2 separate regions of the Rattus norvegicus genome follow, and region 1 is linked to region 2. A link is a contact called in public Hi-C data. All regions are on one chromosome and are shown on one strand. Each heading gives the region's core, a stretch centred on a gene start, on an enhancer-like site or on the middle of the called end of the contact. The rest is flanking DNA. Distances are from core to core; before and after follow the strand shown.

Region 1 (5,060 bases), core at 1,683-4,182, 230 kb after region 2:
ATTTGTATGAAGAGGAATTCCAGGTACTTGCTGGACATGTACTTACAGGGAGAGAGGAAGTTAAATCTGTAATTTGGCCACCAAAGAGTGGCAGAGGTGCGGTTATACAGACTACATACACTGGGACATGCAGGTCCAGAGCAAGGAGGAACATTCCTACTCCTGCCGGTCTCAGGAGGAGATTTTTGGGGTTTGGACACATCTTGACCTCGCTTTTGCTCCACACTGGTCCCTCAGTTGAGTGACCTTCTAGCCCCATATTTTTGGCATTGGTGCCAAACAAGACAAAACAAAATCCAACCAAACAAAACATGACTAATGGACTTGAGCCTACATGTGTTGGCCATGAAAATGACCCTCATAGGACTGCAGGGATTGGCATTATTAGGAGGTGTGGCCTTGTTGGAGTGGGTGTGGACTTATTGGAGGAAATGTGTCACTGGGGTGGGCTTTGAGATTTCAGGCCTCAAAAGCCAAGCCTCTTTTCCTAGTGCTCACTGGTCCAGATGTCAAATTCTGGGCTCCTTATCCAGCATATGTCTGACTGCATGATGCCATGCTTCCTGCATTGCGAATAATGGACTAAACCTCTGAACCTGTAAACCAGCCCAGTTGAAAGTTTTCCTTACTAAGAGTTGCTGTGGTCATTGTGTCTCTTTACAGCAATAGAAACCCTAACTAAGACAGTACCTCAGGAAAGTCAATAAGTCTCCTGTTGTCTCCTTTGCTCAAGTGGTCACTTGGTTACTTCCCATCAATGCTGACTCCTTTTGACTTGAGTCAACTGGCTCAGGCTGAGTCCTGAAGTGTGTTGCTTGACTATGTGGCTAGACCTCATTGCTATCATTTCTATGACACGTGCTTCTGGTGCCTGTTATCAGTGTTAGAAACAAAGACCTGGGTGCTGAGTCTGCTTATTGTTGCTAGCAGACAGGCAGAGAAGCATGTGTACCAGTCTGGATGAACTCGTACACTTGTGAGAACCTATAGCTGTTTCTAGAGCAATACATCTGTGCCTGTATCTCTGCTAACTCTCTTTTCCTATCTTCAGTGAGCAAGCGTTTGATTTGGGGGAAGCCTGACTCACCTTTTGTTATTTGTTGTTTGTGTGTTAGGTATGGTATTTTGGAATTCATCACTACCCTGGATTAGGTGGATTAGTGGATTAGACATACATGGGGTTTCCATCTCTGGCAAAGATGCTCTTGGATACATGTTCTCTAGACTGCTGTGAACCTTTGAATACTGACAAGTTCTCTTTGTGTTCTCCTTGCTTCAATGAAGGAGGAGAGTTTTGAAAATCCTACAACTCTCTTTGTAGACCAGGCTTGTCTCAAACTCACAGAGGTCTGCCTGCTTCTGCTTCTCGAGTTCTGGGATTAAAGACATGTGCCAGGTATCTTAAGTGGTAATGTATAGATAACGTCCACAAGCAGTGGCTAAGGGGCTAGCATCATAAGAAGCCAGTTGCCCCCATCCTGATGGATTGGAGGAGTGACAAGAGACATCCATTCTTCAGATGGCTGATTTTATGTGTAGACTTGACTAAATCCAGGTAGCTGGCCAGACACTACCAAGTGTCATTACTCTTGGCCTGGGAGCAACTGGTGTGGCTACTGGTACCTCTTCCTTGATGCTACAAGGTCACCAATACAGAACCTCAGGGCTGCCATAGATTTGGACATTGAGAGGATCGATCTCCCACCTACAGGAATCTCTGACTTCTCTGTCCGAAGTGGTCCTACAGGATAGAAGAGGGTTAGATGTACTGTTCCTCAGACTGTGTGCTGCCCTCAATGAAGAATGTTGCTTTTACATAGACCATTCCGGCGTAGTTAAGGATTCCATGACCAAGGTTAGAGGAAGGGCTAGCCAAACTCGGAGGGGGCGCGCGCGGGGGCGGGGAGGGGGGAGATAAAATAAGTACTGTGCAGCTGATGGTTTTATGGCAACAATATGAGTCCCTTAAGATCAGGAGAGGAAGAATATGAGCTAGCAAAGCCTTATTACCAAGGAAGAAGAGCTCCGTGATTGGAGAAAGAAAAAGGGAATGATAAGATTAAGCAACATTGAGATGGTTCCAGGAAAGGGCGTTAGAGCCCAGGGAAAGTTTCATATCCCTGGACCCAGGATGATTTCCTAGAAACAACTCTGATAAAATACTTCTCAGAAAAACCATAAAATGTACTGGCCGAAGCCCACCCGGACCCTCTGGGGAACGAAGGTACCCTCCCAGGATGATTGCTGTTACTGTAACCTGCCCTCTTAAAAAATGTGTAAAAGGTGCTTGTAAATTAGAGGATAGCCTCTGGTCTCTTGCTTGAGAGATTGCTGAAGGTTGATCCTGGCGCGCCGGAAAAATAAACCTCTTGCTTTTTACATAGATCTGAGTCTCGTTGTCTCACTCCAGATCTCCTGGTAGGTAAAAATCCTCTGGGGCTTTATAAGCCCAGATCCGGAGAGCAAGGGTGAACCAAGGCAAAGGAGCCTGCGGGTGGTCCAAGCTTCTGCCAGCAAGGGAGGGCCGGATGCACCTGTGCCTGGATCTCCTCACTTCTCCAAATCCCGTCCGCACCCGGGCTTCCGCCTCTAGCCTTCACCCTCTGCCTGGAGCCTCCGGCCTGCCCTTACTCCCAGCCCCGGGTAATGGCCAACAAGGCTAGACCCCAACACTTCAGGCCCAGAACGGAGATTTTCATCCAACCCCAGCACGTGTCAGAGTTCCATTTCAGTCCAGGACCCTAAAAACTCCACCCCCATTCCTCCAGCCACTCCCCGTGACGCCAAGCTACTGTCCGCCCAGCGCCCCAGGCGCAGAGGCGCGCGCCTCTGACGTACGGCGCTCTCAGATTGACGCACAAGTCCCGCCCCGACCTCAAGCCCCGCCCAGGCCGTGGCCATTCCCCGCCTCCCTTATTCTGAACTGCTTCTCTCTGAGCTGAGGCGGCGTTTTCTGAGCCTGCTGCGGTCTAGGTAGTGTTCCGGTCCGGCCACGAGAGACTGTGTAGCCCCGGCGCCGCGGGCAATGGTGCGGCGGAGCGCGCGGACGCGGGCGGCCCTGCGGCGGGCATGAAGGAGGATGGAAGGGCAGGACGAGGTGTCGGCGCGGGAGCAGCACTTCCACAGCCAAGTGCGAGAGTCCACGGTGCGTGGCCGGTCGGTTTCCTGGTGTTGCGCCACGCGCTGGACCCAGGAGCGCAGCGCACACCAGCACGGTCCCATAGCTTCTTCCCGGAGCCCCTCTTTCACGCCGGCCTTTCAGCGCCCCACGGGGTCTGCTGCAGACCCACTCCGACGCCACGCGTCACTTACGTCCTCTGTCACTTGCGACCTGGTCACCTGCTCCCCATCTCCTCACCTATTTCACCTCCTTGCCTGTCGCCCTACTGCCTTCTCATAGGTCTCCCTCGCGCTACCAGCGCTCTCTCCCCTCCTTTCTGTCCTGTCTTTACCTATATTTCTTCCCTTCACCCTCACTTCCTGTCCCTCTCCCGTCACCTTTATTCCCCTTCCCCCATACCTGTGCGGCCCCTCCTCCCCGGCCCCCTGCAACCCACCACTTCCGCTGAGTCCTATGCCCTTCTCTTTTCCCTGAGCTCCCTCCTATCATCTCTGTCAGCTTCCAGTCACCTGTGCCTACCTCCTGTCACCTGCGTTCAGCTCTCCTCCGATCACTTGCAGCCCTTCCCATTATCCGACATCCCCTTCCTGCCCCCCTCCCCAGTCATCTACACTTAACATTTGCCCATTTCTTCTGTACTCTTCCTACTTGTCCATTCAACTCATTTGTACCTTTATCACCTGCTTCACCATCTTCATCCGAGTTTATTCCACATCTGCTCATTAAGGAAGGGTGTAGGGTGATGGGTGACTGCCTCTTTTCCTTTACCCTGGCATGGTACCTGGGCTGAGCTGGCTGTGGCTCAGGTGTAGCAGTGCAGGCAGTGCCTGGCTTCCCAAGCTTCCAGCCCTGCAGTGGTTCTGGCCTCTCACCTAGGCAGGACAGAGTTAAAAACTTCCAGAGGAGTGAAGACAGGTCTTTCTTAGGAGGGGCAAGAGCAGGAGCCCACGATGCTGTGAAACAGTTGCTCTGGAAAGGATGGACCTGCTTCATCTTGCTGCTTCTAATAGTCCAGGAAGCCAGCTTGGCTCCCTAAAGTCTCCTTTGATGAGTGCCTTTCAGATACCCTATACTATTATAAATGGATTAGTTTGTGTCCCCATAACTGCAAAATATGTCCAAGTTACATATTTGCATTCATTTCTCATCTAGCTCCCTTTTCCCGTTCAGTCACACCCTTGGTTTGAGGTAAACACATTCTGGTTCACAGTAGTCCAATTTGTGCAGTTACTGATTTTGAAAATTGAGAACTGGCTTGCCGAGTCATATTGGAGTAGAAGGAGATGCAAAAATCTGAATTGATAGAGTTCAGGACAGTGCAGTTGGTTAACTTTTATTTTTATTCTTTGAGTATTTCATACAATGTATTTTGAGCACATTCATTCCTCCCCAACTCCTCCCAGACCTCTCCCCATATACTAAACTTCATGACATTAAAAAAAAAAACCTATTTGAATCAGATATGTGCTGTACTTCCACTCTTCGGTGTATGGGCATTCCTTGGAGGCTATGGTTGATCTATCAGTAGCATACTCTTAAGAAGAAAACTGACTCTCTTTTGGCAGGTATCAGTTGTCAATAATTCCTCAGACGGGGGTGGGACTTCATGTCTACTTCCTTTCTCCTTACTGAGATTTTTGTCTGGGTTGAACTTGCCCAGGTTCTGTGTGTATTGTTCCAGCCACCATGTGTGTTGTTCATTTATACAACTGCCCCATCATAGCTGGAAAACACTGGTGTCGTATGGACATCCACTGCTTCTGGCTCTTACAATCTTTCTGCCCCCTTTTCTACAATTATTTTAAGTCCTAGGAAGAGGGGAATGATACAGAATTCCTACTTAGGGCTGAACATCCACCTTGAGCAGTTGTGGGTCTCTGAACTGTCATCTACACAGAAAGCATCTCTGGTGAAGATTGAAAGATGCACTAGTCTGGGT
Region 2 (4,895 bases), core at 1,928-4,427:
TTTTATTCATTTATTATATATATATATAAGTACACTGTAGCTGTCTTCAGATAACACCAGAAGGGGGCATCGGATCTCTTTACAGATGGTTGTGAGCCACCATGTGGTTGCTGGGAATTGAACTCAGGACCTCTGGAAGAGTAGTCGGGTGCCCTTAACCGCTGAGCCATCTCTCCAGCCCTCTTCCCTGTATTTTTATTCATTGCCTCTCCTCATTTTGCCTTGTCCCATTCTGTAAAACTTGGTCAAGTTGTCCTATCACCCAAACCTTCCTCAGACTTCAAATTCTTTCTCCCTGCCATCCACTCAATCTTCTAGTCTTTTACAGAGAGGCACTGTACACCCCCCCAATTCCTCACCTAACTGAAGTCTTGACTTCAGCTCCTGTTATCTTAAGGGACACACTCACTAGTCACAGTCTTCCAGTCTCAAATCTAGATTATGTTGTTATCTGGAGACATCGATTCAGCATTCAACACTTCTGGCCCACTTCTTCCTTCTATAAACTCATTCCCCCAGACATCAGTCTCCTTAGGTTTCCAAGGTGTGATACTTCCTGTCCCAAACTTGAATCAGCAACTAAGCTGCCAGTTCACCGACATCCCTCATACCGCCATGTCTACTCAGATTCCTCTGGTTCCATACATGCCTGAACCCCACAGGAACTTCAGCATTCACTCCTCAAGCTCTGCTCCCCTGTAGTCTTCCCCTAGCTTAAGCACACACCTGGAATGATCTGTGCTGAAAGAGTCCCTCTCCTCATCCCTCAAAGGCTGAGACTCAACTCAAAGGTAGAAAACATGACCCAGCCAAGATTTCCTCTCCAGACATTCAGGTATGGAGATCAAGCCACTCAACCAGGAAACATGTCCACTGCTTGGCTAGAATGAAATAAGTGGACAGGCCTATATACAGAGGCAAAGTCAGGAGTGCAACTCAAAGAGAATAGCTGAGCTAAACTACCTTGGTGCTGGTCGCAAGGAATCTGGGCAGTTTTTGTTCATTTGCTTTTCTGCACTTAGTTTCAGTGGATTTCTGTACTTGCAATCAAATGACTGCTAAGATAGTCTTCTATCAGGATGTATCCTGATTTCAAAAGCACAGACTTGGAGCTGGGCAGAGGCAGAAGGACTGTACATAAATTTGACACCAGCGTGGGCTACACAGTGAGTTCCAGGCCAGCCAGGACTGCAGGATAAGGTCCTGTCTCAAATATAACAATATACAAGTAGAAGATGCGAGAACTAAAGCAGTGGAACCCAGCGCACACCTGCTTCAAACTTCCTATCCTACTTCCCACTTTTCTAAATCAACCAATTCTGTGTTTCTGTATTAGTCTGAGAGAAATACAAAAACAAACAATCGAACAAACAAAAACCAGTCACTATTACACCATAACTTTTCAAGGTGTAAATCTTATCTCCCCAAAACAAGACTATAAACTCATCATGTCTTTTCCAGTGTATAGCTCTTACAGATAATAAACATAAAAATATTCATTTAACTTTAAAAAAGGAAAAGACTAAACAAACAATTTTCCACTAAGTTCAAGAAGGAAAAGATTTCAAATATACCAGAGTGGCTAAAATTCCAAAGACTCTCAATAACACTTATTGGCCAGGATGTGAGTCAACAGTGCCCTCTGATGACTCTGATGGTTGTAGGGTAGTAAGCACATCAGCTAGGGAAGCAACGGGCAATGTGCACTAGAAGAACACATGTGTAAGCAACGTCCACCAAGATACATGTAATAAGCACCCAAGGAAACCAGAATGGGTTAATTGTGTTTTATTCATGTCCTGACTAACCGGGACACAGTGGGATGGGAGAATCTATCAAAGAAAACATCTAGCTCAAGAAGCAAAGCACAAAGGCTGACCAAGCTGCACCCACTTCATCTGACCTAGTTTATACCAAGCTCAACAGTTAAAACTGATCAGTAGTAACAGGTCAGAAAAGCAGTTTCCTTGGTGAAGAACAACTGTGGATAGGAATGCCAGGAACATTCTTTATCAGGAGCGATCATTTACATATGGATGTGTCCAGATAAAAATCCTTTATAAAATGAGGCTGGAGCAAAGGCCCAGCAGCACTGCTCTTGCACATACAATAATTTGGAAAAGGAAAAAGACAAAAATTTACATTAAAGGGCTAGGGAGATGGCTAAGCAGTTAAGGTCACTTACTGCTTTTGCTGAGGGTCTGGGTATTGTTCCTACTACCCACATGCCAACCCACAATTGTTCTTAACTCCAATTCCAGGAGATCCGAAACCCTCTTCTGACCTCTGCAGGAACTAAGCAAGCCTGTGGTGCACATAGTTACATGCAGACAAACACTCATACGTATAATTTTTTTTAAAATAAAGCTTTAAAATGTTGCCTAAAAGAAAAAAAATCGTTTTAACTCTAGGGATCCTGTCTGGATTCGGTACTCTGCCTACAGCATTACGGCCGGTTGCCCTCATCCTTCAGACTGTCCCAGAAAGCCGAGCAGTGTCAAAACCTTCACAAGGGAAAGATCCAGAAGAGACCCAGGCCCCAGGCAGGCACAACTCTGTATTGCTTGCTCCGAGTATAGCAGACTAAAGCGAGACGCAGGCTACAAAGACCTTGTCCTACCTGTCCCCTCCCACTTCACAGACATGAAGGACTCTTCTCTAAGCTGTTCTTGAGGGCAGGGAACTCCAAGCTTGTGAGGAGCGGGCATATCAAGTTTATAACTTGTAAAGAGCTCTTAAAGCGAGGGTAGGGGGGAGTACCTGCCTCGCACTGCTGGAGAGCTAACCGTGTAACGCCCCAGCCACAGACTGCCGGTGCACGTGTTTCCAGGGCAAAACTGCGGCCCTTGGGCAGGCGCGGCGAGGCCGCAATGAATGACCCAGCCACTCAGTTCGAGGCTCGACAGCGCTCCTCTGGCGCCTCCTCACAGACCTGTCAGGACTGCACAGCAGCCGCACCCGACCGGAGCTCGCTCCAGTGAACTGCGGAGCAGCGCCGCCCGGGTGCTGACAGGCCCGGGTTCGGTTAACACCTCGGGCCGCACTGCCTCACCTTCCTGCTCGCGCCACCGAGAGACACCTTGGGCCTTGTCTTGAAGTCGCCTTCGAAGCTGAACATCTTCGCCGCCTATCCCATCTGCGCGGCCCGGCAGGCGACAGAGCGGCCGGGGGCGGGCCCGGCGGGCTGGGCGGGGCCCGGCAGGGTCGCGGCCTCGCTGTCCCGCGCCGCCCCGCCTGCGGCTCAGCGCTCTCCGCCCTGCACGCGGGCGCGAGCGCGGCGACGCTGGAGGCCGGCCTGTCCACGCTGCTTAATCCACGGCGCGCCGCCGCCGAGCGAGGGGCGCTCCGACTCGAGCCTGCACCGCGTTGCCGTCGGAACCAAGATGGTGACCGCCCGCACTGCGCGCGCGGTCCCGTGAACGCGCGCGGTCCGGTCATCGACGGCGCAGCGCTCCTCCCAGCAGCCACTGCGAGCGCCGGCGCCGGCTTTGGCGTCATCATCAATAACACAGTGCTCCTCCCGGCAGCCCTTGTGCTTGCCTGCGTGCGCGGCTCCGCCGGGCGCACCTCTCTTCCGCGCGTGCGTCATGCCGCCAGCCGATTTCCACCACTCCCACCCCCCCGCCCCCGCCATTGACGCCGTCGGGGTCACGCGCATTGCATTACTGGAGACAGGAAACCTGCAGAAGAGGCCACACCCACCGTCCAACTAGATGTGAGGGGGAACAGGTTACTAATGCAGAGAATTTGCACCATGACTCAGAGAAGAATAATACATTACACACGAACAAAAGTATTTCTGAACATACACTTGACACATAAATGTACACCATACACATAGATACACAAATACACACCAACACCTGTAAGTTATACCACACAACATATGCATGGATATATAGCTAACATACACGTTTAAGATACCAGTTCTGCAAAACACCAATGGCTCTAAGATCAAGGATCGACAAATGGGATCTCATAAAACTGCAAAGCTTCTGTAAGGCAAAGGACACTGTGGTTAGGACAAAAACGGCAACCAACAGATTGGGAAAAGATCTTTACCAATCCTACAACAGATAGAGGGCTTATATCCAAAATATAAAAGGACTCAAGAAGTTAGACCGCAGGAAGACAAATAACCCTATTAAAAAATGGAGTTCAGAGCTAAACAAAGAATTCACAGTTGAGGAATGCCAAATGACTGAGAAACACCTCAAGAAATGTTCAACATCTTTAGTCATAAGGGAAATGCAAATCAAAACAACCCTGAGATTTCACCTCACACCAGTGAGAATGGCTAAGAGCAAAAACTAAGGTGACAGCAAATGCTGGCGAGGATGCGGAGAAAGAGGAACACTCCTCCATTGTTGGTGGGATTGCAGACTGGTTCAACCATTCTGGAAATCAGTCTGGAGGTTCCTCAGAAAATTGGACATTGAACTGCCTGAGGACCCAGCTATACCTCTCTTGGGCATATTCCCAAAAGATGCCCCAACATATAACAAAGACACATGCTCCACTCTGTTCATAGCAGCCTTATTTATAATAGCCAGAAGCTGGAAAGAACCCAGATGCCCTTCAACAGAGGAATGGATACAGAAAATGTGGTACATCTACACAATGGAATATTACTCAGCTATCAAAAACAATGACTTTATGAAATTCGTAGGCAAATGGATGGAACTAGAAAATATCATCCTGAGTGAGGTAACCCAATCACAGAAAAACACACATGGTATGCACTCATTGATAAGTGGCTACTAGCCCAAATGCTTGAATTGCCCTAGATGCACAGAACACATGAAACTCAAGAAGGATACCAAAATGCGAATGCTTCACTCTTTCTTTAAAAGGGGAACAAGAATACCCTTGGCAGGGAATAGGGAGGCAAAGTT

Evidence for each region. A called contact is a pair of places that touch in the nucleus more often than the background predicts.
Region 1: a Hi-C map of frontal cortex shows a contact between it and region 2, with 2.1 times the contacts expected there. The contact joins the promoter of Lmbr1 here to the promoter of Ube3c in region 2. A contact is called at or near these places in 3 of 12 Hi-C or Micro-C datasets (the A7r5 cell line, frontal cortex and mammary epithelial cells).

The regions. Positions count from the first base shown.
Region 1 is chr4:6,646,949-6,652,008 of GRCr8, forward strand. It overlaps Lmbr1 (limb development membrane protein 1), which reads left to right and starts at 2,933. Exons shown (of 17, transcript NM_001191858.2): 1 at 2,933-3,145. The coding sequence starts at 3,080.
Region 2 is chr4:6,421,668-6,426,562 of GRCr8, forward strand. Ube3c (ubiquitin protein ligase E3C) reads right to left here and starts at 3,178. Exons shown (of 23, transcript NM_001427087.1): 1 at 3,053-3,178. The coding sequence starts at 3,118.